Linked DNA regions of Mus musculus: regions 1, 2, 4, 5, 6 and 7 are each linked to region 3. Evidence: chromatin contacts called from public HiChIP or PLAC-seq, capture Hi-C and promoter capture Hi-C data. All regions are on one chromosome and are shown on one strand. The core of a region is the stretch at or near the end of the contact, and the rest is flanking DNA. Distances in the headings are between cores, read along the strand shown. Region 1 holds the start of Fam161b (family with sequence similarity 161, member B). Region 2 holds the start of Lin52 (lin-52 homolog (C. elegans)). Region 3 holds the start of Riox1 (ribosomal oxygenase 1). Region 4 holds the start of Dpf3 (D4, zinc and double PHD fingers, family 3). Region 5 holds the start of Zfp410 (zinc finger protein 410). Region 6 holds the start of Dcaf4 (DDB1 and CUL4 associated factor 4). Region 7 holds the start of Entpd5 (ectonucleoside triphosphate diphosphohydrolase 5).

Region 1 (3,901 bases), core at 409-2,908, 410 kb after region 3:
GGTAGGCGGATTTCTGAGTTCGAGGCCAGCCTGGTCTACAGAGGGAGTTCCAGGACAGTCAGGGCTAAACAGAGAAACCCTGTCTCGAAAAAACAAAAAAAAAGTATGGAGTATTGTTTCTACTGAGCGCATGCTTGTCCATCATTATAGTGTGGAGAGCAATCTGAACCACTGAGGTTGGGGGTGTCTGACTTTGAGTGTTAGGGTGATTTTTATTGTCTCAGTTGAGTCTTGTAGTGATAGAGGGAAGGTGGTGTGGCTGGAGGACAGTGGCCTGAGATGTCCTTAGAGTGGTAGGTACAAGGCCACCAGTGGACTATTGATGATTAGTGGCAATTGGAGCAGTCCATCTGAGTTAGAGATAAGTGTGTGCTCTAACCCTAGCTCTGCTGCTGAAGAACATGTGATCTAGAGCAAAACTCTCTCCTTCCCCTGCCCCTCTCTCTCTGTTGTGACAGGGTCAAAGGGCGACCTTGAACTCCTTATCCTTCTGCTTTAGTAATTTGAGTTGTTGGGATTACAAGTTTGAGCCATAATGCTGGCTCTTTCGTTTTAAAAACAACTTTATTGAAACACAATGTCCATAGTGTACAAGTGAGCCATTCAAAGCGTACTCTCCTCCAGTTTCTAAAACAGCCAGGGTCATCTAGCAATCACAGTAGAAGTCAGACCATTTTCACCATTCCTCTAAAGCAGTGTCCTCAACTGTTCTAATGCATCGACCCTTTAATACAGTGTTTCATGTGGTGGTGAGCCCCAACCATAGTCATTTTCATTGTTAATACTGTAATTTTGCTACTGTTATGAATTGTAAGGTAAATATCTGATATGCAGGATGATCTTAGGTGAAACAGATTGAGAATCTCTGCTCTGAAGCACCAGTGTAGCATTTAATTGTCACTTATATCCCTTAACCCTCCCACATCTTCCTCTCAACCTGTCAGCCCTAGGCAACTACCAGCCTACTTTCTGTTTTCAGAGATTTCGGGGCAAATTGCTTAACCCATCTCTTTTCTTTTCTAGAAAATGGGTTTGAGAGGATACAACACATTAAACACATTCAGTTTAATGAATTTTAATATATTTGAAGAGCTGCGTTTCGGTGCGTTTTCCTTACTCTAAAACGACAACAAAAACCTTGGAAGCTTTTAGAAGTCTCTCCTCACCTCCTCAGCCCTTTTAGAAGTCTCTCCCTGTTTCTCCTCACCTCAGCCCCATGCAATGACGCGCCCCCTAGATTTGCCTTTTCTGGATAATCATATTAAGATAGAGATCGCTTTTAAGATTTTCAAGGTTAATTCGTGGTTTGTTATTAGTACGATTCCTGATATCAGAGCCTGGTACAAGACACAAAAGACCCACGTCCCCCAAGACTGGTTCTCTAAGTGCCCAAGCGCTGCCAATTTTAATTCTTCGCCCTTTGATGACACGCCCCTGACTCTGTCTCCACGGCAACGCTAAACAGTTTCCACTCTTGAGGATTCCTTGCTGAGGCATCCGACTTCCTCCTTTCTCCACTCACCTCACGGCTCCACTCGGCGCACTCAGGACCTCCCGCAGTCCTCCCCACAGTCATCTTCCTAACTAGAGAGAGAGAGAAGCAGAGGTGAAAGCAGCAGTGACAACCGTGACAGCGGCGCCGGCGGTTAGGTACTGCTAGCCACGCCCCTTCATGGCTTTAGCCTTGGATTGGCTTCCAGTCTTTAGTCTGTTCCGCCCAATGAGGCAAGAGCGTCTTCTGATTGGATAATTTTCTTCAACTATTTTATTTCCGGTTTTGAAGACAGGGCTAAAACCACACAAGGTTGACGACTGCCCCGGAAGCACTTTCCAGGACCTATCAGGGAGAAGTCCCGGGCGCGGGCGCAGGCAGGAGTCATTATGGCGGCCCGCATTGGCTCCATGGCAGGCTTGCTCTGCGTTCGCTGGTGGAGTTCCGCGCAGCTCGCAGCCAGAGGAGGCCCGCTAGTTGCCAGCCAGCGATGGGCGGGCTCCTCGGCAGACACCGTGTACGACGTGGTGGTGTCAGGAGGAGGCCTAGTGGGCTCTGCCATGGCTTGTGCCTTAGGTAGGTGCATCTCGACCGCGGGCTGGAGGATCTGGGCTGTGGAGGGACGGTACTCACAGTGGAGGTCGGGACGCTGTCCAGACACCTAACGTGCCTGACCTGGTGCTTTGCTCACTGTCCTTCCAGGGGAGTCCTCGGGAATGGCATGGGTTCTGCGGGATCACAAGTGGGCGGGCCTTTCTAAGTCAGTCTGACCCTTGAGAACTGTCCAGGATTGTTTATGAGCACCTCGAGAGGCATCGGGCTTTGTAGTATCGGATGGTAGATCGGATTGACCTCGAAATCACAGAGATCATCTTCCTCAGTCTTCTGAGTGCTGGGATTAAGGCCCGCGCCCCCACTCCTGGTCTTAAAGCTGCTTTATTAAGATAACATTCATCTAGTTATAAGTGCTCCCACTTAAAGCGTACAGTCCAATGAGTTTTTAGTATTTTTGCAGAGCTATTCAGTACCTACAATAAGTTTTATTACCGTTTCCTTACTTTATAAAAAACCAAAAAGCAAAAAAATAAAAAAAGACTTGGAATTCATTAGATGTCACTCTCCACACTTCTGCTCACCTTCTCAGCCCTACAGACTCTCCTACTTTCTGTCTATAGATTTACCTTTTCCGGATAGTTCTATGTAGTTGGAGATATACTCTGTTTTAAAGGTTAATCCAGGTTGGAGTCTGTATCAGACAGCTTTTGTTTTGAGAGCTGATGCCATCCTCAATTGTGTTGAAAGTATGCTTGGTTTTCACTTTTGGCCTGTAAAGGAATGATGCTAGTAGGGACATTCTGTGTGCAAACTTTGGTGTGAACAGTGTTGATCATCTCGAGGCTATTCTCTAGTGAAATCTCTGGGTTATGTGGCAATGCTGATGTTTTGAAGACCTGCCAGACTTTGAGAGAGTGCCCCAGTTTATGTTATCATTGACAGTAGATGAATGCTCAGGTTTCTCCTGACCCTGACAGCACTATCTGCTGCCTTTTTTCTTTGTCCTCTGAAGTTCGTAGGAAGTGGCTTGTGTTTATATTTCCCTAATGACCAATGGTGTGGAATATATTTACCAAGTGCTGGCATGATGTAGCACCGTTTCTGGGCCCTTCGAAACTTTAGCATTCACATTTTGGTGGCTCGCTCTTGTGTTAGGTTTGTGTGTATGTTTTCCTTTGTACTGCATCCTTCTCTCGCTCTTTTCTGAGCGTCACGGGGAAGGAAGACAGCAGCTCTTTTACTAACGTTCACACACAATTCTGTTTTGTTATTGTTTGCTTTTCTGTCTAGCAAAGTATTATATTTTAAAACTCAGGAGTGACTGTTAAAATCATGGTAGTAAAAAGCATGGTGTTTTTTGCAGGAGGATCAGAAGTTCAAAGCCATCCTTGGGTTACATAGAATGCAAAACTCCCAAAACAAACAAAAATATGTGACTAAGGTATTTCCAATAGTCTTTTTGTTTGTTTGTTTGTTTAAAATAAGGTGCTGTGTAATCTTTGCTGGTGTGGACCTTTAACTGATCCCGCTGTCTCTGCCTCCCAAATGCTGGGCTCCCAAGCACAGGCTGTTACTCCCGAGTTATAAAGGCGCTTACTGACTTTCCCCCTTCAGTCCCCTGTTTTCCATAATTCTTCCTAAAACTCACAACTAATTGTTGTTTTAGGCTTGAGTTTCCCTCTGACATTTGAGTTTGGGAACAGTTCCCTGCATAATTGCACAGTTGCATTCTTAATCCATTCTTGTCATATTCTTTGGGTTTTATTCTGAGACTCCTCCTCCTCCTTGAGCCCCTGGGTAGCCATACAAGTGTGCACCACTACGCCTGGGCTTCTCACTTGATTTCTAGGTGGT
Region 2 (3,367 bases), core at 849-3,348, 500 kb after region 3:
ATTACAGTAACTAATTGTTTAAGAACTATTTCTGGTCTTTTTCCAAGTCAGTTCAGAGGTTTCTACAATTTGGTTTTTAGAAAGAAAAAAAAAGTATTTCTTCCAAAAAAGGAGAAATTCTGCTTTTATGCAAAAGACAAAATACCTCAGGATTTTCATTGACTCATGGTGATGGGGTAATGACGAGAGGGGAGAGATTTTTTTTTTATATATATAAAGGATTTTAAGAGGTTGGGAATAGAAAACCTAGAGAGGAAATGCTCTATCTGTTACTAGGAAAAGATACCAGAACAGAAGTAGGGGAGTGAGGTCACGCCAACCTCCAAAGACCTCCAGCTCATTCTCTACACTGTCCCATTAAATGACATTCAAACCTGACCCTTTGGGGACTCCACCAAGAATCAAACACATGCACACATTTCTGCAGTAGATCTCCTAAAAACCTGATGAGTAGAAAGAAATTAAAGTTTATATAAAAGTGCAACAGGAGACATTCCTAGGCTGGATGAGTAAGAGATAGTGTCGCTTAATACTGGATTATGAATCTTGCCAGGAACAGAGCAAGTCTTGCCTCAGATTCTAAGTCCATGCTAAGATGCAAACACAGGGAAAAGCTATAATCAAAGCTGGGGATCGCCGGCATACAGCTTCTGGAACTCTACAACTTCCCTTGCGCGGCGTCCGTGGGGTTCCAACTGCAGCCTAGAAGAGGATATGTCGGCACTTGAGAACTGATTTTCGGAAGGTGTCTTCCTAGGCTCTTATTTTCTACCACCTGTCTGGGGGAATGTTTAGTCTTTTGAATGAAGCAGTATTAGCAAAACCACATGCCCTTATTTACCTCCAAAAGTTTAACTTCGCTGAGAAAGTTTAACTTGGCCCAGGGCTTGGGAAAAACACTAAAAGCCAGAATGTTTGTGAAAACTAACAAATGGCTGCCTTTTTGATATGAAAACCTAGGGTACATGTCTAGGAGATTCAAAGTTCCTTCTCTGATCTTAGTTCCATGTCCTTAATGAGCTCCCATCCCCTCTTGCCTCACATAGAGGCTGGATGGGGGGAAGGGACGCTCCTGGCAAAGGAAAGTACTCTATGTACAGCGACCAAAAGGAGGAGTTTCTGGGGCACAGAGGTGGCTGGTACAGAGGTGAAAGAGAGACCGTGGGAGGAACCAAAAAAGAGAAAGCAAGCCAGCATGTGACAGCAAGGACTGAGCTGGACTGGAGGTGGGTGGGTCAAAGCTAAAAAAGAAAAGGCTCAGGAGTAAAGGGGAGTGGGGAGCAGGCGTGACCGTCCGGGGCTGAATCTCGGGGCCAGGCGGTACAGAGTGACAGCCCTGACGCACGGGTCTGGTGGAACACAAGGGGCTGCAAAGAAGGGGCTGGGCCAAGAAGTCTGTCCGGCAGAAGCATGGTTTAGAGACGGGGCGGAAAGGACCCATTTCTAACATCATGGTCCCTCGTCGCCACCCTCACTCGCCTGCAGGATCCGGGACCGCATTGCTGCCGCTGCCGCCACTGCCGCCGCCATGGCTCACCGACTCTGCCCAGCTCGCCTGCGTCTCGGCTGCCAGTGCCTCCCTTGAAGCAACACCGTTAAGCCACGCCCAGAACACGACCGAGCCTCTCCATTGGAGGGAAGGGCCACTTCCTATAACCAATCACTTGTCGGAATCTTTGACTCCACCCATCATTCCCACCCCTGGGAATAGGTGATTGGTCAAAGGTGGAAGCGTTCTGGGCTTCTCTCACTTTATCCTATTTTTGTTGGCGGAAATATGGAGACGCCCCCTCGACTTGGTACTGCATAGTAAGCACACAGGGAAGACGCCCCCTAACCGGGAACTCCGATTGGCTGTAGGTAGGCTCTCTAAGGTCCCGCCCCCTTGCTAAGGAAAGTAAATAAGGTCCTTGAAGAATTTTGCCTGCGTTCCACTTTAACCACTCCGTGGGTGGGGCTGCTGTCTGGGGTGGGACTAGGCAAATGTTACCCTATGAAGTAGGGAAACGAGACCGGGCTGTGAGCTAAGGATAGGTTATCCCTGCTAGGGGCGTGGCTTGCGGATCCTCGCTTTCCCGCCGACGGTTGGTTACGTCACGTGACATGGGCTGGAAGATGGCGTCTCCCACAGACGGTAAGAGCCGGCTTGGAGATTGTTGGCCTGTAGTATCATTATTTGCTTCTCTGGGAACTTCCTCTGTCCTCACCCTTACTCTTTTTTTCTTGCGCCCCTCTCCTTTCTCTCCCACTTTTCTCCTTTGGGGTATGCCGGCTTTTCAGCTAGCAGGTGCCTAGTACCAGGTCTCCTTGCTGTGTACTAGGAAGGAGTCCATCAACCGGAGTCCCTATGGGGGGAAAAAGGACAGAGGTCGCTCCGGCCCATCGGTGATGCTGAGGGTTCAAAAGGAGCTGCTGAGGGGAAAGGGAACTTTCTTTTTGAACAGGCCCATTGGAGTGTTGGTTCTGTTCTCATCTCAGTAGAGCTGGTACGTATGAGTCTCTCAAGCTCTATGGCTGTGAAGTGTGAGTGGTGACTGACATGAGGTCTAGGGTTCATTCCTCTACCGAGCCGGCAGAGAGAGAAGCTTGTCTCCTCAGTTCAGGTCCGTTGCCTTGGCAGCAGGAGGTGCGGGGACCTGGTTTCCTTGCCCTGAGTCCCGAGGGAGTGAAAATTCGGCTTGTTAATGTCGCTTCTCACGCTTCTCAACTCTTCCTTAACTCGTCACCCCTCTACTTTATGTGTTGTTTCCGTAGGCTGAGGGCAGGAGCAATTCTGCTTATTCTGTCTTCTAAGACGCAAGTCATCTCAGTAGACATATAGGTGTTCTTGATATACCCGTATGCTTTTGCTCGCGGTTTTGCTTTAATATTTGGAATTGCTCTTCTGTCATTATTCAGCATCTCAGTTTATATAGTTATTCTGTTAACTTTGCACTTTGCCCGGGCCACACCCAACTATAAATTCCAATTCTGTCTTATTTCATTAATTTAGTCCTAGGGTTTTTTTTTGGGGGGGGGTTGTTTGTTTATTTTTACTATTTATTTATTTATTTTGGTTTTTCGAGACAGGGTTTCTCTGTATAGCCCTGGCTGTCCTGGAACTCACTCTGTAGACCAGGCTGGCCTCGAACTCAGAAATCCGCCTGCCTCTGCCTCCCGAGTGCTGGGATTAAAGGCGTGCACTACCACTGCCCGGCTAATCCTAGGTTTTAGAATAATGCCTGTAAAGGATTTGGCTTTAAGTTAACGTTTATCCAAAAGTAAAACTGGCCTTGGTGTGTGACCTCTAATTCTAGCTTGGGAGATTGAGGCAGGAGGTTTGTTGCTTCAGGCTTGCCTAGGCTGTAGAGGGAATTGTAGGCAAATC
Region 3 (3,489 bases), core at 627-3,126:
TCCCTCGTGGTAGGGTAGAAGAGGCCGCAGGAGCAGGTCGCAGCCAGTCACACTTCACCCTCACTCAGAGCAGAGAATAAAGACGCTGTGCAGATCGCTTGCTTGCTTTCCCCTCTTACCCACTCCAGGACGCCAGCCCATGGGATGGATGGTACTGCTCACTTTTACAGCGGGTCTTCCTACTTCAACCTAAGGTAAACAATCTCTCACAGAGGTGCCCAGAGACTTGCCTCTTTAGTGATTCTAGATCCTGACTGTAGTCATAATGTTATTGTGTACTATGTAAAGATTATTCATGAATTATTCAAATGTGGACTTCTGTACCCCCATATATATTTGCAATCCTTATTCTGAGAATCTCATGTCTCAATGTGGTGAAAAACTTGCTCTACAATAATTCCCTGATTGGTCAGTAAAGAACTGATCAGCCAATGAATGAGCACGAAAGAGAATAGGGCTGGACATTTGCAGAGTTCGAGAGAGGAAGTGGGGATTGGCTGGGAGGAGAGACTCCAAGAGAGATAAGGAAAAGGAGAAAGAAAAAACAAAGAGCAGTCCGGGAGCCCAGAGAACCAGATCAGTACTAAAATGCTGCAAGTATCAGGAAGATTCTGTCGGGAAGGTGCTAGATTAGCATAAAGGATTAAAATAGAGTAACCTGCTCAGTTGTTGTGCCCTTAAAGCTTTTTGAGTAAATATACTAGTCCAGTCTCAATTCTTTGGGAGTTAGCTGGGTTAAGAGGAAAACTGCAACACACTATGTAAAATAACACTAACACCTGTCAAGTTGACAATCGGTGTTAACCATCACAGGTTCCAATCAATTCATTTAAGCTACCTAACTCCCTGAGAAAGTATTGCCATCCTGCCCAATCAAGACCTATGTTCTGCCAGGCATGGTGGTACATACATATGTAAAATACACACACACACACACACACACACACACACACACACACACACACACACACACTCACAAGAATGCTTGCAGAAGCGGTGTCTGCGGGGGGCTAGAGATGATGGTTCAGTGGTTAAAGAGTGTTTACGACTCTATCCAAGGATCAGAGAGAGATTTCCACAAACTACTGTACTAAGAGATTTCTCTGGCCTCCTTGAGACATACACGTACGCATGCACAAACTTTTTAAAAAGTCAGAAGCTTGAAGAAGAGGAGGAGGAGGAGAAACAGCCTATTGCAATGTCATATTGAGAGGCAAGCCCAGGAGTTTGAGGTTAGAAAGGACTATGTAGCAATACACTGACAAAGTGGAGAAGTCCCTAACTTCCTTTTCAGAGGAAGAATATTAATTACAAGCGGCTCACCCTGTAACCTCAGCCTTCCCCGTGCATGAACCACCATACCTGGCAAGGCTTTGTAACTGAGGAGAGAGAGGAAAAAGAAGAGGAGAGGCTTAACAATGAAGTTTTCTGCAGTGAAGAGAGCCAGTAAGAGCTGTGCTTCATACAGAATATCAAACTTTGCCTTCATTCCATTCTACCAGGAAACTGCCTAGGAACAAAAATGCCTACCACAAAAATGAGAAAGCGGACTAAAACAGGAAGCCAGGCTCAGCGCTGCACACCTTTAATCCCAGCAATCGCGAGGCAGAGACAGAAATCTCTGTGAGTTCAAAGCCAACTTGGCTCACCTAATAAGTTCTAGGACTATATAGCTACGGCTTCTGTAGAAAGATTCTGTCCCAGAAAAGCAAAAAAGAGGAATGAAGTTGTTTTCTTTTGAAATGCCTCGTGCCTTCTTTTCTTACACGGAGTCTTTATCTGGTAGAGAATTTTGCCTTGCCAGTGCATACTACCGCGGTTTTAAAAGGTGACAAACCGGGCTAGCTGTAGGACCCAGGAAGACGGTAGGCTTGGCCTACCCAGGGAATGCCGAAGGACTCGCCCCCTTCCCAGAAAGCACCACGGCCGCGGAAGCGTGGGACCCGCCGGCCGCCCCGCTATGGACGAGCTACCGAATGGCAACGGTGCGGCGCTGCTGAAGCGCGGGCGGGGGAGGCGCCGGCGGCACCCGCAGTCGCAGCCCCGCGGCGCGTCGGTCTTGGCCCTGCCCTTGCGGCCCCGGAAGATCCGAAGGCACCGGAAAAGTGCGGCGGCGTCCCGCGTGGCCGCGCTGAGAGCTCGCGCGCTCCGGAGCGAGGACTCGGACTCGAAAGTGGCGGTGGCCTCGGTTCGGGGCAAGCGGAAGAGGCCGGCAGAGCTGCTGGAGGCCTCGCGGTCGGCGGAGCCGCGGCCGGTGTCAGCGCGCCCGAGGTCGGCTTCGGCGACGCTGCCGAGCCGCGTGGAGGGATGGGCTGCGCTCTCCCGGAACCTGGGGACGGCCGCTCCGCCGCCGCCGGGCTCGCACGCGGATGAGCCGGGGCGACCCCGGGCTTCGCCGCTGCAGCAGGTACTGACGGAGCTGAACGGCATCCCCAGCAGCCGGAGGCGCGCCGCCCGCCTCTTCGAGTGGCTCCTGGCGCCCCTGCCTCCGGACCACTTCTACCGGCGGCTGTGGGAGCGGGAGGCGGTGCTGGTGCGGCGGCAGGACCGCAGCTACTACGAGGGTCTCTTCTCCACCGCCGACCTGGACTCGATGCTGCGCTACGAGGACGTGCAATTCGGGCAGCATCTGGACGCCGCGCGCTACGTCGATGGACGGCGGGAGACCTTGAACCCGCCGGGCCGCGCGCTTCCCGCCGCCGCGTGGTCCTTGTACCGAGCCGGCTGCTCCTTGCGCCTCCTGTGCCCGCAAGCCTTCTCGCCCACCGTGTGGCAGTTTCTGGCCGTGCTCCAGGAGCAGTTTGGCAGCATGGCGGGCTCCAACGTCTACCTCACGCCCCCGGACTCGCAGGGCTTTGCTCCTCACTACGATGACATCGAGGCTTTCGTGTTGCAGCTGGAAGGTCGGAAACTCTGGCGCGTCTACCGACCGCGGGACCCGAGTGAGGAGTTGGCCCTGACATCTAGTCCCAACTTCAGCCAGGAGGACCTTGGTGAGCCTGTGCTGCAAACGGTACTGGAACCTGGAGACCTGCTCTATTTTCCTCGGGGCTTCATTCACCAAGCTGAATGTCAGGATGGAGTCCACTCCCTACACCTCACCTTGTCCACCTACCAGCGCAATACATGGGGTGACTTCCTGGAGGCTGTACTGCCTCTGGCAGTGCAAGCGGCCATAGAGGAGAACGTGGAGTTCCGCAGAGGCTTGCCCCGAGACTTCATGGATTACATGGGGGCCCAGCATTCCGACTCTAAGGATCCTAGAAGGACAGCTTTCATGGAAAAGGTGCGGGTCTTGGTTGCTCGCCTGGGACACTTTGCTCCTGTCGATGCTGTGGCTGACCAGAGAGCAAAAGACTTCATTCACGATTCCCTGCCCCCTGTGTTGACCGATAGGGAACGGGCTCTAAGTGTTCACGGGCTCCCAGTTCGCTGGGAGGCTGGAGAACCCGTCAATGTGGGGGCCCAGCTGACAACTGAAACCCAAGT
Region 4 (3,430 bases), core at 408-2,907, 460 kb before region 3:
AAACAATTTCTCTCTTCGGTGAGACGCTGTCGCGAGTGCAAAGTAGCTGAGCTTCCGAACGAGAACGGGAGCCAGGAACTCGCATCAAGCTCAGCCTCCGTCTTTACAGCAATATCTCATGGAAACTCCAAGATCTGGGACATCCCTGCCCTATTCCTGGTTGTTGGCTGGTGCAAACGCAGCGGGTTCTCCCTACGGGTTTCTTGGCACTAGGAATCCCACGCACACTCTCTCGCCGCCGCCCTGCTGCTCCCCAAAGCGAACGGTGTTTTCGACTCCCATAGCCAGGGACGCTGTAGCGCGCAGCTAAAAGAGCCAAGATCGACCACTGACACACACCGGGAAGAATTGGCACTAAACACCCACGCTCACCCTCCGACTCCCACTGGCTTTCATCAGGGCGGGGAAGTCCTAGTACACCGGGCACCCACTGGGTGCCCACGCCGCGCCGCGATTCCCAAGGATCCACCCTCTGCCAACATGCCTGCCAATAGCGCCCCTTGAGAGCCACACTAGTTTTCCGAGGCCACCCCCGGCTCCGCGATCACCCGCGGACTTGCGGCTTCATATTCAGTCCACCGACTGGAAGAAGGAAGGAAGGAAGGAAGGAAGGAAGGAAGGAAGGAAGGAAGGAAGACCGGCGGGCAGGCAGCTCCGATCGGGAACCGGCCCCCGCGAGTCCTTGCGCAGCCCGCCCCCCTGTGTCCGCTCAAAGTCTCCGGGAGGCACCTGCCCCTCGCTGTCGCCAGAGCCCTCCACCGCCGCCTCCACCGCCTCGGCTTTTCACCCAGAGCAGGCAAGCACACCATTTATAAGACCTGCAGTTTCCCTGCCTCCATATCAACCCCAAGTTAACCCGGATCGTTAATTTACTAGAGCCAGTTAGCCTACAAATACACAGACACACCGGCGACCGCCCGGAGCGCCTGCCTGATCCCCGGCTGCCGGAGTGGAAAAGCCCGGGGCAAGCACCTGGGCCCCAGGACTCCCGGGACCCGCCGCTCCGCGCGCTGTCCTCCCAACTCCGGAAGGTTTACACAAACTCCCTGCGAGAGCTCGGAAGGCAGAGCGAACGCCCTGCAAAACTCCGCAGCCGCTGCGGTCCGTCTGCCCGCCTGGGTGGACGAGCAGCGGGGCCGGGAAGGTTCGGGCTTGGAGTGCAGGGCTCAGCCGAGCGCACGACGCGGTCTCTGCCCCGCGCTCCGGCCAGGCTCAGCCAACCCCGCGCTCTGGCCAGCCTCAGCCAGCTCCGCGCGGCGCCGGGAGAGGCAGGGGACTCCGAGAACCGTGAAGACCCGGGCTGCTCACGACCCCCGCAGCTCCTGAGCCGGCGCCGCCGCTCTGTGTTCCCTCCCGGTCCCGGTCAGCCAATTAAGCAGAACACAAATGTAACAATTTTCTTTTTGTTAATTGCATCTCCTGACATTTCTGCGCGCTGGGAGGAAAAAAAAAGATGAAGAAGTAAGAGCAGGAAGAAAAGAGGAGCCCGGGCGCAGCGGGAGGTGTCTGCGAGAGCCGGGCGCCGGCTGCGCTCCACAAGGCGCCTTTTTTTCATATTGAAACCACGCGGAATATGTACATTTTTTAGTCTTACTTACGCTTTCAGGGGGTTGTGAATGACAGTCGCCATTTTGCTACAATGTAACAGAATATTGTCTGTCTCAGAGTTCTAAAGGTTCGCTCAGGGGAAGCGGCAGGCCAATCAGAGCACGGGATACCGGCCTACCGGCCAATCGGCGCGGCTGGTCGCCAAGTGGGCGGGGCCTGCGTGGTGGTAGTTATTAGGGGAGCTGTCAAAGCCCAGAGGTCACTCCCTTTTGTAGAGCCCGAGAGCGAGCAGGTCTTAAAGGGGCAGTACCGTGTTAGTAGCGCCCTTTTAGATTGGAACTCGTGGAGACAACATGGGAGAGCATTCTCGCTTAGTTGGAGTCCCTACTTTGCTAAATAACTGCAGAGTTTGCGCTCCTGGACAAGAATATTTACATAGTGCCAACAAAACCACTTAACCCCATTCATTAGCTCTGGGCTTTGTAAATCACGGTTTTTAACCCCCGAGCTCCTTGTACACCACCGTGTTGCAGTGCAAAAAGTTGGAAGGCTGCAGTTTCCTCCAAGAAATTACTACTCGTGTTCCACTGTTTGCTAATAATGTTCTGGGTTCCGCGGCTGTTCAATATTCTTGTTCCCGAAGTGTTTTCTTGATCTCAGCCACCTTCCCCGGGCGGTTTCTGAGAACTGGAGAGTCCAGGACAGCAACTCCCTTCCTCCTGGAATGTCTCAGTGTCAGGCTTGCGGACAGCCACGGCTTTTGTTACGTAATTCACGGGTGGTCACTCCGCGCGGTCCCCTACGACCACCGTTCTCCACTGTCAACGATTCACACTGATCTGACATGGCCAGCTTGGGAGCGAAGTGAGACCTGGCGCTTTTTAGGCAGAAGGTTGGGGAAATTTTGAGGCAACTTTAGGAAACGCAGCTAGGGAAGTCAGTAACTATGCAAAAATTGTTAGAGCCTGAGGTAGGTGTTGCCTGAGTCCCCTCTGGGAACGGCTCTGAGAATTCAGGCGTCACCTTTCTGGACTAAGATAGGAGGTGAAAAGAATTTGCAAGTGAATGTTCAGACGTGACTCCTGGCTTCCCCAGTATGCGGCTGCTCAGAATCTGATAAACCCCAGAAGAAACTGAGAGACTTCTGCGAACTCAGACTTCCACGGAGCACAGGGAGACTCGGAGTGGGCGAAAACTCATGAAATCACTTAGAGGGCACAGGCATCGTTAGCTTATAGAAGCCGGGCTATGGCCCCCTTGGCTGTTTAATCAGGTCAAATAGCTGGGGGCTGGGAAGTGAAAAGGAAACCGAGAGATGCTGAATTGCAGTTCACAATTCCACCTGCTCTCGCCTTTTACGACTCTCGATGAATAAAGTAAAATACAATTACAAAGCAGTCCAGAACTTTCAGATTCCAGCTCCATTCACTATTAGAGTTACAGATAAGCCCAGCAAAGCTGAGTGAGTCTGTGCGTGCAGACTGGAAATATTTAACTCTTTGTTTGCCTAGTAGGGTGATGTTCTCCCACCCTCTCTTCTCGTTACAGAGTCTCATGTTGAGAAAACTGGCATTAATGAATTCTAAACAGAACCAGGTACAATGGTGCTCCCTTAAAGTTCAAAACCAGCCTGAACTACATATGGATACCCACCCCCCAACATGGAAACCCAGTCTCATCTCCCTGTCTCCCCACGCCCCCCCCCCAAATCGTATTGCCTTGGCTTTTGTACTTCATGGAATGTCATTTTAACTGTCAATACAATTCTGACTTTATAGTCACTTTTATCACTTCTGAGAAATATAGAGGTATTATTAACTTTGGGTTTTGTATCATAGATTAAAAGGACACAGATTTGGACCAAAATCTTCAAAAGCAAGGG
Region 5 (3,833 bases), core at 979-3,478, 370 kb after region 3:
GGACTGACTCCTCAGGTCTCCCACTGCTGAGCCTGCTGGGATGCCAGGCAGCTGTCACTCACTAATATGTGGCTAATTTTGTTTGTGAAAATTAATATTACATATATTTGTATCAAATATTTAAAAAACCTGGGTGGTTTTTAACCCCAACTATTAGTGGATCATATATATATATATATATATCTTTAAATTACTTTTAGAACTGAATAAACAGTCTACGAATTCTAAGGTGAGAAGCAGTTAACATTTGTTGAACTGGTAACATTTTTACCATTCTTAAACTGAGTATTAGAATTGAGAAAGCCTTTCCATATTTTTGATGAGAGACTTTAAAAGTCTTTACCCGAATGTTTGTCTGTACACCACATGCATGTCTGGTGCCTACAGTGGAGAGTGGCTGGAGAGGGTATTGGGGCATTGGATCCCCTGGAACTGGAGAGAGTCTGAAGCCACCATGTGAGTGCTGGGTTCTAGAATGCAGATCCTCTGGTAGAGCAGGAGATGCTCTTAGTGTTGGCCACCTCTCCAGCCTGTCTGTACTTAATGGCATAAGTACATAGGATTTCGGGCAGCATTGGGAGTATTTACAGATTGTGGAACAGTTTGGGGTAGGACGTTTTGGGCTGGGAGTGGTCTGAGAAGATAAATGAGTGGTTGGGAGTCTCCAGAGACAAGGTTTACATCCAGGGATGATGTTTGTGTTCTGCCAAACAACTAATTGAGTAGCAAGCCTAACAACTTACTACGTGCTGATAAAAGCTTGTGTTTATTTTAGGAATTTTTTTTTAAAGACAAGAGTCTGTTAGGTAGCTTGCTATGTAATCCAGGCTGGCCTGGAACTCAAAGATATCCACTTGGCTGTCTGCCTCCGAGTGCCAGTGTTAAAGGCCTGTATCCCCATTCTGGGCTTATACTTTGGAGAACTAATAGATATAAACATCACTAAGAGTTTCACTGATGAAAGTGAGTCGGAGTGGTCAGGGCAGAACACTGATCAGTACTCTAGGGGCTCTGAGGTCAATCCCCAATGGTACCTTCCCACAACAAGCCCCAAGTAATCAAGCTCCAGAAAGCTATAGGATTAAGTAAATTAACCAATGGTTATAGACATGACTATTCCAGATATACTGATGTATCACATTTGTTTTCTTAATTTTCTCAACCTTTAGAAAAATAAAACTGGAGATGTTTTCTGAGTATGACTTATGACCACTTTTTTTTTTTACAGTCAATATATTTTAGAGGCAAAACAAATTAGCAGCCACTAAATCAAATTTTGCAGCGTTCTAACCTTGTTTTACATACTTTCTCTGGACCCCAGTTTTTCTTTCTGAACAGTTCTTCATCTCTTCATATAGTGGTAACTGGTAAATCTTTGTTTTTTAATCCTTTCTTAAATTTTAGGATTTTAGCTCCTAGTAAACATCTCCTTGCCACCCCAAGATTTTTGTCCCAGATACTGTGTAGGCCAGTTGTCCTTGTCATGGCCATCCTCAAATGGGATCACAGTCATGCTTCTCAGTGCGCAGGACAAACTGTATCGAGGAAATGTTTTCTCCCGGAACATTTTGTACCAAAACTATGACTCCCTAGCTCATCCAGACTCCTGGCTTATCTCTAACTTGAAAATGAGCGCCTTCAGAGAACATTATATCTCACAGGCACTATCTTTAGTCCCCTACTCTTCCACACCGCATCATGTTTTGTTGTTGTTGTTGTTTTTTGTTTTTTTGGACAAGGTCTCAACTATGTAGCCCTCGTTCACCGGGAACTCCTGGAGTACTGGGATTGCTGGAGTTACAGGCGTGTGCCACCACTGCAGATCTTAAGTTTCATGCAGTCAAACTCGAAAGTTTCAACAAGAACTATTATCCAGCTTGGAACTTAGTTATCTGAGCCCTCAGTCAGTGCATCCAAGATCTCTGGAGAATTCTTAAATGTTTCTAACGCTGTACGTGTGCCTAAATTCACACCCAGTCCTAGGGGCAATGCAAGGCTTGATTTCCAGGTCCCTCTTTGGGCCATGAACATTTCAGGTGCTCTTCATGGGCTTTTGGTGTTTCGGGAGCTGTCACAGGTCCTCAGCTCCGGAGAAAGCTACCCTCCACCCCGCGCCGTCTCACCCATCCCAGCCGCCGCGGCCCCTGCTGAACAGCTCCGCTCAGCGGGAAGGCAGTGACGTCACGGCTAGACTGCACTGACCTGGTTTCAGATTTCGCGGACCTGAGAACCCTGAAGGGCAGACAGGAGGGGACGGGGCGCTGCGGTTCCTCGGCCGGGAGGGAACCCTGTGTGTGTCTCGGGCTGTGTATGCGTGTGTATGTAGCGGGGAGCGAAGGATCGCTCTCAAGCAGCGGCCCAAGAGTCAGCGCCTCCTCCTGAGAAACACCCGCGGGCGGAGAAGAAAGCGAGTGGGTATGTTGATGGGGGGCGGCCAAACTTCCTGTCCCGCTCTGGAGCTGCTTCCGGCGGGAGCCGGAAGACGCCGTGTGTGGACGGGATTCGGGGCTGACTGACGGACGGACGGCTGCCCGAGACTGGAAGGTGAGCTCCAGGCTAGTGTAGCCACCCCCGCTCGGGTAGGTGGTCCCGCCGAGAAAGGAAGCCACTTATGGGGTCTGGGGATCTAGAGCCGGGTTCGCCCCCGAAGGGCGCAAGGAAGCCGTCCCCCCAGACTCCCCCAGGCGTCTAGCGGGCGGGGAGCGACCGGTCCGAAGCCCGGCGGCTGCGGCCCTAACCCCTTTGGGGATCTGGGGCGCACCGTTTCTCCTCCTTTGCTTGTTCTTGAGGGAGGGAGCTTGGAGACCAGCCTGCCCCCCCAGAACGCGGGAGTCAGCGAGTCCCCCGGGCGGAGGCTCCGGACTGCACCCGCGGCTGGGCCCGCCCGCAGACCTAAGGGCCTTCGGCTGAGGCCTTTGTGCTGGCGGGAAGGGTTGACAGCGGTGCCCTGCCCGCGTTTCACCCAGGGCTGCCGGCACCTTTCCTGGGTCCACTCTCTGCCTTGGGCTGGAATAGGGAAGGGACGTCTGCGGACCAGAGCCGGACCTCTGGGGTCTCCTTTGCCTGTCACCTCAGGCCCGTGTGTGGGCAGCGAGTGTTTGCAGCCAGGATGTGTTTTGCTCGTTCAACTTGTTCTCTGAAGTTTCTCAAAAGAAGACGATCCAATTAGTTTATTAAACTTTATCTCACTTGCTCATGAGGCTCTGAGATGTACTTAGGAACCATTTGGGAGTGAAATATTATTGATTTGGGGTTAAGAGTTCATACATTTACATTACATTAGACACAAAGATCAGTGGAACATATGTAAAGAGAATAAAACATAGTTTGAGGTCAAAACGCGCAATTCTGGGTGTTTGGCGTTGAGAAATTACACTTTGTGGCAGATACAGGGCAGCCAAGCATCAGAAAATGTGGTTCTAATTTGAGCTTTGTATCCCAGTAGGTGTCAAATTTAGGTAAATCCCACAATTTCTAAGGTTTTTTTTGGGGGGGCAGTGGGGGGAGGAGTATGTCAGTGAAGAGGTTTACCGTTAAGGGCTGGCCATTATTCTGAGATACTAAACTGCATATGGAGAGTGACAAGCAGAAAGATACTGAGAAATCTAAACAGCATCACAGGAGTCACTTTGGGGTCTGGTTATTATTAATTGCTGGGATTATTAAAACATGTAGGATGAGAGGCACTGCTAGGTAAAATTTGCAGCTGAGTGGGAAGATTGGGCAATAAATAAAAGATAATTCAAGAAGAACAGGTTTGGTAGGGGAGATGATAATCCGTGTTTAGACATGGTTTGGTTTGACATGCTGAGGATATATATGCAGAATTAGTC
Region 6 (3,553 bases), core at 707-3,206, 430 kb before region 3:
GGGATCCATTGTTTCAACAGTTTGATAGGAGAGACACAAGTTTCTCTAAAGAGAAACTTTATTTTCATTTCTGCCTGACCTGTCATACTTTGAGCTGCCATGTGGGTCCTGAGACTTCAGTCATCTGGAAGAGTAGCCAGTGCTCTTAAATACTGAGCCAACTCTCCAAGACCTGGATGCAAGCTTTGGTTTTCGTTTTTGTTTTGGTTTATTTATTTATTTATTTATTTTTGGAGACAGGGTTTCTCTGTACAGCCCTATAGCCCTGGCTGTCCTGGAACTCACTTTGTAGACCAGGCTGGCCTTGAACTCAGAAATCCACCTGCCTCTGCCTTCCAAGTGCTGTTTTGTTTTTCATTTTATTTTGAATTGGTGGTGGTGGTGGTGGTGGTGGTGTGTGTGTGTGGCTTCCTTTCACCTCTGGATATTATACACTATCTAGACACCGAGTTAAATTTGTAACTCTGGCTGCTTAGTCACTGGAAGCCATAAGCCAAGCACCTGATTTGGGGTCATACATAGCCTTTACTCTTCAGGACTTCCTTTTTCAGCATTACTTTCTACCCTCACTTTACCTGAGAGAAAACAGAGTCGGGCCATGCCGCTTGACTTGCTTCTGACCATGGTTCCTTTGTGAAGTGAGTGTATATTACAGGTTTCCAAGGCAAAACTGGTGTCCACCCAGTTCCCATGGTGGGAATTCAGTGAATCCTGTCAATGGGGTCAGTCAGCTGCCTGTTTGCCAATCCTTCACAAGCCTCCCATGGCCGCCTCCTCCTCCCCCCTCCTCCTCAGTCCTCCAGGGTCCTCAAGGCTTCAGTTTACAAATCCTGCCTTCCTCCTCCCAGAATTCAGGTCAGAGATTCTCCTATTGTTATGTCTCCCATCTGCCCACAGCTTTACCCAACAAGGCTCCAGTCTCTGAGGTCCCATGGTTTTCCATGCCTCTGAGGCTGTTCTCCAGCCTCAACCACTTTGCTAAAGATTCCAAGGTCCTCACAGCCAGTCCAACCAGTAGCTGAAACAGGCTTCCAGCCACATCTTCTTTGAAGTCTGCTTTGTCCTTTTCTGGCAGTTCAAGCTCCGGGAAGCAGTAGTGCTCACTTCTCTCGTTTCCCTCAGAACCTAGCACTCTGCATATCCCTGCACACGTCTGTAAACTTGCTACAGGCTGAAGTGTTTTCATAGGCCCACATCTATGATCACTAATAGCTAGCTTCTAGCGGTCCAGCATCAGGAGCCTGGGCGAGCACCGCACACAATGAATCTCAGGAAGGGATTCTGTTCTCCAAATGCAATTAAGATCAAGGCTGTTGGTGGTCCCCACTTAGCCTGACCTATTTGAACCCATTCTGCTCTCACTACTATCACTTCTGACCTGTTACAAACTCCGTCTTCTTTGCAGTGGTACTCTGGGGTGGTTTTCTGACCAAGGCACACGTGTACCATTCTAGAAATATTACCTGTACAAACTTTGGGCTGGAGATCATTGACAATATTTGTTCAACTTTCTTGTTACAGTGGAAGAAATTAAGGCCCAGAGAAGTGATAAGCACACCTTAGGTCACATAGCAAGGAGGAAACAACCTGACCTAGATTCAAGGAGCCTCCCGGCACCGGCAACTGCGTCCCAAAGTCTTTTTCGCTTTCCTCCTCAGAGTCTCCTTTGCTCTTTCCACAAAACAATCATCTTCCCTCTCTCACATATCAGTGTTAACTCGGGCCTGTGTACCAGCTCCAAGCCGAGAGAAATTTCTCGGGATATGATCCGCAGTAAGAAGGAAGACTCACTGTCAAGAGAGTACCAGGGACTCTGAGGAGGCGGTAGCAATCTCTAGCCCCGCCCCAAAGCGCATCAGACCCCGCCCCTAAGCGTGCCAAGCCCGGGCACGCTCGACCAGGACAAGGCGGAAATCCTAAGTCCCGCCCTCCGTAAAGACCGCCCCTACTGACATGGACAGGCAGAAGCCTAATTCAATGAGAAGAAAGAACCGGCCGCTTTAGTCCTATGGGGTGCGACAACACAACATGAGGGTCTTTCCGGATCTTTGCACGCCCCTGGGTGCTCCAGCCCAGAAGTGTCGTAGCTGAGAGGACCATCTGTGCAGGTAAGGCTGTTCCCATGCGTGGCGTGCATCTGGGCGCCGACGGAGGGTGCCGCTGTACCCACGCAGAGGACAGAGAAGGCAAGGCTGAAGGCAGGAGGAGTGAGCGTGCCATACAAGGCCGGAGTGGGCGTGGGCCAGGACCTGGCGAGTCCTGCGGCGTCCCCAGGATCCCCTTGCAGAGTCCAGCCTGCAGTAGACCTCTGCCTCTGTTGAAATTTGGGCTGTGAAGAAACACGAGGCCAGGAGGCCAATAGTACTTTATGGTATAAATTTTGGAAGTTTATGTTTTTGGTTTTTTTGTTTTTTGGTTTTTCGAGGCAGGGTTTCTCTGTGTAGCCGTGGCTGTCCTGGAACTCACTCTGTAGACCAGGCTGCTGGCCTTGAACTCAGAAATCCGCCTTCTGCCTCCCAAGTGCTGGGATTTTGCTTTTTTTTTTTTTAAAGGCTTCTTTTATGTATGTGGATATTTGGCGTGCATACATGAGTGTACTTCGAACAAGCCTGGTGTTCAGGGAGGCCAGAAGAGATCAGTGAGATCTCCTCCAGCTGGATGATCGTGAGCCGCCCTGCGGGGTGCTAGGATTTGAACCTGGGTCCTCAGCTTTCTTAACCACTAAGACATCTACACACACACACCTTTTAAAAGAGCTTTTATTTTTAATTGTGTATGTGGGTGTGTGTGCTTACATGTGTCTGTGGAAGATCCAAGAGACCCAAATGTGTCAAACTCCTGAAACTGTAATTTGAGACGTTGTGAGCTCCTGAACTCTGAAGAACAGCAAGTGCTCTTAACTGCTGAGCTATCTCTCCAACCCTAGCGGTATCTTTATAAGACACAGAAAGAGAGGTTACGTGGTGGCTTGCCTGAGGTTGTGTGCAGGCTGGTATTTGGAAAAGTTAGGAAGCCCAGATGTGGACCAGCCTCCATTCCCTGCCACAGTAAGATGGGTGTTAGTGAGAAACGAAGCCTTTCCACACCAGTTCTAGTGACTTTGGGGAGCGCCACAACTCCCTCCACCTTGGATGACCAGACACAGCCTTGTGTGTGGAGCAAGGCAGTAAGAAGAAAAACATAAAACAAAACAACTAACAACTCCAAGTCAGCTACTCGGAGAAGACAAAAATCCCACGACCTGGAAATCCAGTTGTCGATAACAGTGGAAAGTAATCGAGGTGGTGTCTTTTGGCTGATGGAGCCTACAAGTGCAGGATGCTCCTGTATCTCTAATGCGACTTTGTTAGTCAGGTATTGTTAGTTCTATAAGCCTCGGTTTCCATGCTGTGTAGTAGGGTTAGCTTATTATGGTTGTGTATTTGTGTGTATGTATAATGTATGTGTGTAAGTGAAGGTTAGGGGGCAACTTTGTGGAGTTGGGTCTCCTGTGGATTTTTATTTTTTCAGTTTTTTTTAAAAAGATTTATTTATTTATTATATGTAAGTACAC
Region 7 (3,799 bases), core at 706-3,205, 460 kb after region 3:
ATGCCTTTAATCCCAGCATTTGGGAGGCAGAGGCAGGCTGATCTCTGTGATTTCCAGAACAGCCTGGTCTACAGAGAGAGCCAAGGCTACATGGAGGAATTCTGTTTTGGGAAAGAAAAATAAAATAAGAAAAGCACTATGCATATGTTAAGAAGCAACGTTCCCAGGCTCCACATCTTTAATTGCAGCACTCGGAGGCAAAGGAAAGCAGATCTTTGAGAGTTCTAGTCCAGGAAAACACACATAGTGAGGCTGGATCTCAAAAGAGGGGGTGATGGTCTGGAGAGATGGCTCTGGGTTAAGATCACTGGATGCTAGTCCAGAGGTCCCAGGTTTGATTCTCAGCATCCACATGTCAGCTCACAACCATCTCTAATTCAAGTTCCAACGACCTCTTCTGGCCTCCAGAGGCACTGCATACACCTAGCACATAGATTTGCAGGCAGAACGTCCATATATATAAAATAAAAATAACGGTGAAAAAAATAAACAAAGACACTTTTATTTTAAGTCAAAATTTTATGTCTGAGATAATCTGTAGAAGTATATTCAAATGGTAAATGTGGGACTGGCTTTTATTTACAACCAATTTTTGTAAAACAAACAAACAAACAAATAAATAAAAAGTCTAAATATACATACCTATGACAGAAAATGCCCCTACTCCCTTTCTGCTAGTTAGCAATAGGTGCTTTATAGATTGCTTCTCAGAGGTAATGTACATTATCTAAGGGAAGGTACATGATGTAGAGGTGATTCTACTCATAAGTTCATGGCATGTCACCAGAAATATAGTCAAAATAGGCCATAGCCGTGCTAGCAGAAGGTTCAAACGGTTTCCAAGGTCTCTCATCAAATCTACTTGCTTACTCTAACCGCAAAATTTACAAACCACACAAACCACGCCCTCTGGGGGGGGGATGAGGTGGGAAAAGAGAGATTTAGAGGTCAAAGATGTCACCTTACAGTTAGGGGCTTAGTAACTAAGGTCTCCCTAGAGAGAGGGGAGGAGGAGTTCTAACAATGATGTTTCAAAATAAATGTTAAATGAAATTTGAAGCGGAGTGATAAAGCAGAACCGCGCTTCACTCCCAAGCCTATTGACAAGGCAGCCACAATACCTGTCTTCCGTAATGACTCACTCACGCTCAGTGAATGAAGACATAATCACAGGGTTCCTCTTCTGAACCAACTAGAATACTGGATGGAGTACTACTCCTCGGGAACCCGGGTGCGAGGCAAGTGCTTGCAACTTTATGCAACTTGCAGCAATGGGACTTCAGGCACTAGAGGATGTGGGCGATGTTAACTAACAGGAACCTGGCGGTCGGCTGGAGCCAAGCACCTGCCACCTAGATCCGGGGACCAACGATCCCCCCCCCCCCCCCCCGCCACACCGCTCCAGGCAGGGGAGCCAGAGTCTGAGCACCGGAGCCCGCGGACCCTCGGAGGCTGACAGCCTCACTCAAGCCACCGCCCTCGGAAAAGTCAACTGCCTCCCTGAAAGCGTTTGGCCTGGGATGTCCCCGGGTGCACTGTCCTCCAGGGAGCCCGCGAGACAGAAGCGAGGATGGAGGGGAGGTAAGCATGAGGCGGGCAGCGAGGGCGCCGCCACCGAGACAGAAGCAGGGATGCGGGCAGGACCGCCACGGTGGCCGCGCCAGAGGCTTGGAAGATCCGCCCGCCCGACTGGAAGCGCTTCAAGCCTCACTGGCGCCGCTCCGATGCGCGCGGGGCGGTCGGAGAGCCGCCGGCCATGGAGCCTCAGGGGGCGCGAGACAAGTCGTGGGAGGCTAAGACGCCGCAGCCCCGCGCCCGACACCCGCCCCTGCCGAGCTCCCGGCCTCCCGCCCGGCTCCAACCCCGGGAGCGCCGCCGAGGCTCGTGCACACTCACCGCGCGCGCCGCCCTGGCGCGGACGCCCGCCGCCTCGGAGCGATCTCCGCCCCGCCCCTCGCCGCGGTCACGTCACGCGCGTGCGCCCTCCGCGTGCCCTCAACGGCGCGGAGGACGTTAGCCCTTCGGCGTGGTGGTTTCCTTAGAGACGGAGTCGGCCCAGGTGGCGGCCACCAGGACACCAGCACGGTGAGACTCCCGCAGAAGTCAAGATGCCGGCGAAGGACAAGAGGAAAGACAAGAGGAAAGACAAGAGGAAAGGCAAAAACAAAGGCAAAGAACCAAAGTAAGAGCAGCGCAGAGGCTCCCCGTTCCCCCTGCCTACCCTTGTCATTTTGCGGCGCTAACTGGATGCCTCTGTCAGGCTTTTGTGGACAGCTCCTGTTCATTCTTGATTGGCCCTAAGATCTGAGAGCTCTCCATTGTGAGACTGATATAAACACATTCTTTTCTATTCTAGCTCTTGTCTGAGTGGTTAAAGTTGTTCCTTGGGTCATTCAGGAATCCTCTTGGGATCAAAGGGAGCACGCGAAATGATTTAACTGGACGGATCAGTACACACACAAACACCACACACAGAGACACAGAGTGAACAGCTATAGCGCTAACCCCATGGATGGTCCCTAGGAATTGTTGCTAGAATGTCAATAGAATGACTGGGCTACAGGATGGTTCCTCAGGACTTTGGAGTCACACAAGGAGTTCAACGCCGTAGATGAGAAATGCAAAGGGATCGCTTAAGCTTGTGACTGTAATGTGAATTCTCTGGAGACAAGTTAAGTAACACACACCTCTGGTCGCATTGCTCTGGAGGCTGAGGCAGGGAGATCACAGCCACTGCTACATATGGAGACCTCGTCTTTAAAAACAAGTCTGAGTGTAGTTCAGTGATAGAGTGCTTCTTGTGCAGGGTCCTAGGTACCATCTCCAGCAAAGTAACTTAAGAGAGTAACTTTCTTTTTAAAAAAGATTTGTTTATTTTTATTTATATGCATACACTGTATGCTGTCTTTAGGCACACTCCAGAAGATCCCATTACAGATGGTTGTGAGCCACCATGTGGTTGCTGGGAGTTGAACTCAGAACCTCTGGAAGAACAGTCAGTGCTCTTAATCTCTGAGCTATCTCTCCAGCTCTGTACCACAGTGTTTTGTTAATGCTGGTGCAATCTTTATTTCAAAGGACTTTACCTTTTGAATCCATCCTAGGGCCTTGATGTATACTTACCATGCATTCTACTTCTACTTCTACCTGATACATGCATACCATGCACTCTAACTTTACCTGATGTATGCATACCATTCAGTCTTCTTCTTCCTAATGTATGCTTATTATACATTCTACTTCTACCTGATGTATGCTTACTGTACATTCTGCTTCTACATGTCTACATTCCCAAGGTCTTACTTTTTTTTTCCCCCATCTCTGCATCAATGACTATGGTGTGTGTTTTTCAGGCATCCTTAAAGCCTGGGATAATGTGTTACCAACAATTGAAGTACTTAACATGAAGTACTTACCAACAAATGAAGTACTTAACATACCTGCCCCAAGTAACCTGATCCTTTGTCTAAGAACTAAGCAAAACAAAACAATAGCAACAAAGGCTGTGGAGAGGACAGATATACAACAATTGTGTCTTCGTGTAGAACATGAGACCCAGGCTCACAACTGAGTGAAAGAGGAGAAAGGATTGCAGAGCACTTGCCTAGCATGCTCGAGCCTGGGTCTGATACTCAGCACAGCAAAGAGCAGGAAACAAGAATATGGAGAATGGAGTACATGAGAAGCTAGAGAGCTTTATGAAATACATTTGGCCTCTTATTTCCTCTTTGTTTTTCTCATCCTTTAAGTCATACTTCAAAAATAATTAATAGTCATACTCCAAAGTTCTCCTCTTGAG

Evidence for each region. Promoter capture Hi-C pulls out the DNA fragments that hold promoters and counts their contacts. HiChIP or PLAC-seq counts read pairs in DNA pulled down with a chosen protein or histone mark. Capture Hi-C pulls out chosen DNA fragments and counts their contacts.
Region 1: a contact with region 3 is called in an H3K4me3 HiChIP or PLAC-seq map of embryonic stem cells, with 9 read pairs. The contact joins the promoter of Fam161b here to the promoter of Riox1 in region 3. A contact is called at or near these places in 2 of 39 promoter capture datasets (liver and neutrophils) and 2 of 115 datasets of contacts at active chromatin or transcription factors (embryonic stem cells and forebrain).
Region 2: a capture Hi-C map of embryonic stem cells shows a contact between it and region 3, with 2.5 times the contacts expected there. The contact joins the promoter of Lin52 here to the promoter of Riox1 in region 3. A contact is called at or near these places in 5 of 39 promoter capture datasets (the C10 cell line, liver, neutrophils and 2 more), 2 of 115 datasets of contacts at active chromatin or transcription factors (memory CD8 T cells and pro-B cells) and 1 of 9 other capture datasets (embryonic stem cells).
Region 4: a FOXA1 HiChIP or PLAC-seq map of pancreatic cancer cells shows a contact between it and region 3. The contact joins the promoter of Dpf3 here to the promoter of Riox1 in region 3. A contact is called at or near these places in 2 of 115 datasets of contacts at active chromatin or transcription factors (cardiomyocytes and pancreatic cancer cells).
Region 5: a contact with region 3 is called in an H3K4me3 HiChIP or PLAC-seq map of embryonic stem cells, with 12 read pairs. The contact joins the promoter of Zfp410 here to the promoter of Riox1 in region 3. A contact is called at or near these places in 5 of 39 promoter capture datasets (the 3T3-L1 cell line, cranial neural crest, hippocampal neurons and 2 more), 1 of 484 Hi-C or Micro-C datasets (embryonic stem cells), 8 of 115 datasets of contacts at active chromatin or transcription factors (embryonic forebrain, embryonic stem cells, extraembryonic endoderm stem cells and 5 more) and 3 of 9 other capture datasets (adipose tissue, embryonic stem cells and liver).
Region 6: a contact with region 3 is called in a promoter capture Hi-C map of the HPC-7 cell line, with 5 times the contacts expected there. The contact joins the promoter of Dcaf4 here to the promoter of Riox1 in region 3. A contact is called at or near these places in 4 of 39 promoter capture datasets (the HPC-7 cell line, liver and pre-B cells) and 1 of 115 datasets of contacts at active chromatin or transcription factors (embryonic stem cells).
Region 7: a promoter capture Hi-C map of neutrophils shows a contact between it and region 3, with 5 times the contacts expected there. The contact joins the promoter of Entpd5 here to the promoter of Riox1 in region 3. A contact is called at or near these places in 9 of 39 promoter capture datasets (embryonic stem cells, hematopoietic stem and progenitor cells, hippocampal neurons and 5 more), 3 of 115 datasets of contacts at active chromatin or transcription factors (embryonic stem cells, memory CD8 T cells and microglia) and 1 of 9 other capture datasets (liver).

Annotation. Positions count from the first base shown.
Region 1 is chr12:84,360,170-84,364,070 of GRCm38.p6, forward strand. It overlaps Fam161b (family with sequence similarity 161, member B), which reads right to left and starts at 1,659. Exons shown (of 9, transcript NM_001358283.1): 1 at 1,523-1,659. The coding sequence starts at 1,576. It overlaps Coq6 (coenzyme Q6 monooxygenase), which reads left to right and starts at 1,799. Exons shown (of 12, transcript NM_172582.3): 1 at 1,799-2,068. The coding sequence starts at 1,882.
Region 2 is chr12:84,449,410-84,452,776 of GRCm38.p6, forward strand. It overlaps Lin52 (lin-52 homolog (C. elegans)), which reads left to right and starts at 2,099. Exons shown (of 6, transcript NM_173756.4): 1 at 2,099-2,134. The coding sequence starts at 2,104. It overlaps Aldh6a1 (aldehyde dehydrogenase family 6, subfamily A1), which reads right to left and starts at 1,615. Exons shown (of 12, transcript NM_134042.3): 1 at 1,480-1,615. The coding sequence starts at 1,530.
Region 3 is chr12:83,948,732-83,952,220 of GRCm38.p6, forward strand. It overlaps Riox1 (ribosomal oxygenase 1), which reads left to right and starts at 1,877. Exons shown (of 1, transcript NM_023633.3): 1 at 1,877-3,489. The coding sequence starts at 1,961. The region is part of intron 16 of Heatr4 (HEAT repeat containing 4); the gene reads right to left.
Region 4 is chr12:83,486,079-83,489,508 of GRCm38.p6, forward strand. Dpf3 (D4, zinc and double PHD fingers, family 3) reads right to left here and starts at 1,658. Exons shown (of 11, transcript NM_001267625.1): 1 at 1,599-1,658. The coding sequence starts at 1,630.
Region 5 is chr12:84,314,631-84,318,463 of GRCm38.p6, forward strand. It overlaps Zfp410 (zinc finger protein 410), which reads left to right and starts at 2,229. Exons shown (of 12, transcript NM_144833.4): 1 at 2,229-2,544. It overlaps Ptgr2 (prostaglandin reductase 2), which reads left to right. Exons shown (of 10, transcript NM_029880.3): 10 at 1-1,202.
Region 6 is chr12:83,518,510-83,522,062 of GRCm38.p6, forward strand. It overlaps Dcaf4 (DDB1 and CUL4 associated factor 4), which reads left to right and starts at 1,957. Exons shown (of 14, transcript NM_030246.2): 1 at 1,957-2,108.
Region 7 is chr12:84,407,074-84,410,872 of GRCm38.p6, forward strand. It overlaps Entpd5 (ectonucleoside triphosphate diphosphohydrolase 5), which reads right to left and starts at 1,956. Exons shown (of 16, transcript NM_001026214.2): 1 at 1,897-1,956. It overlaps Bbof1 (basal body orientation factor 1), which reads left to right and starts at 1,995. Exons shown (of 12, transcript NM_028377.3): 1 at 1,995-2,182. The coding sequence starts at 2,109.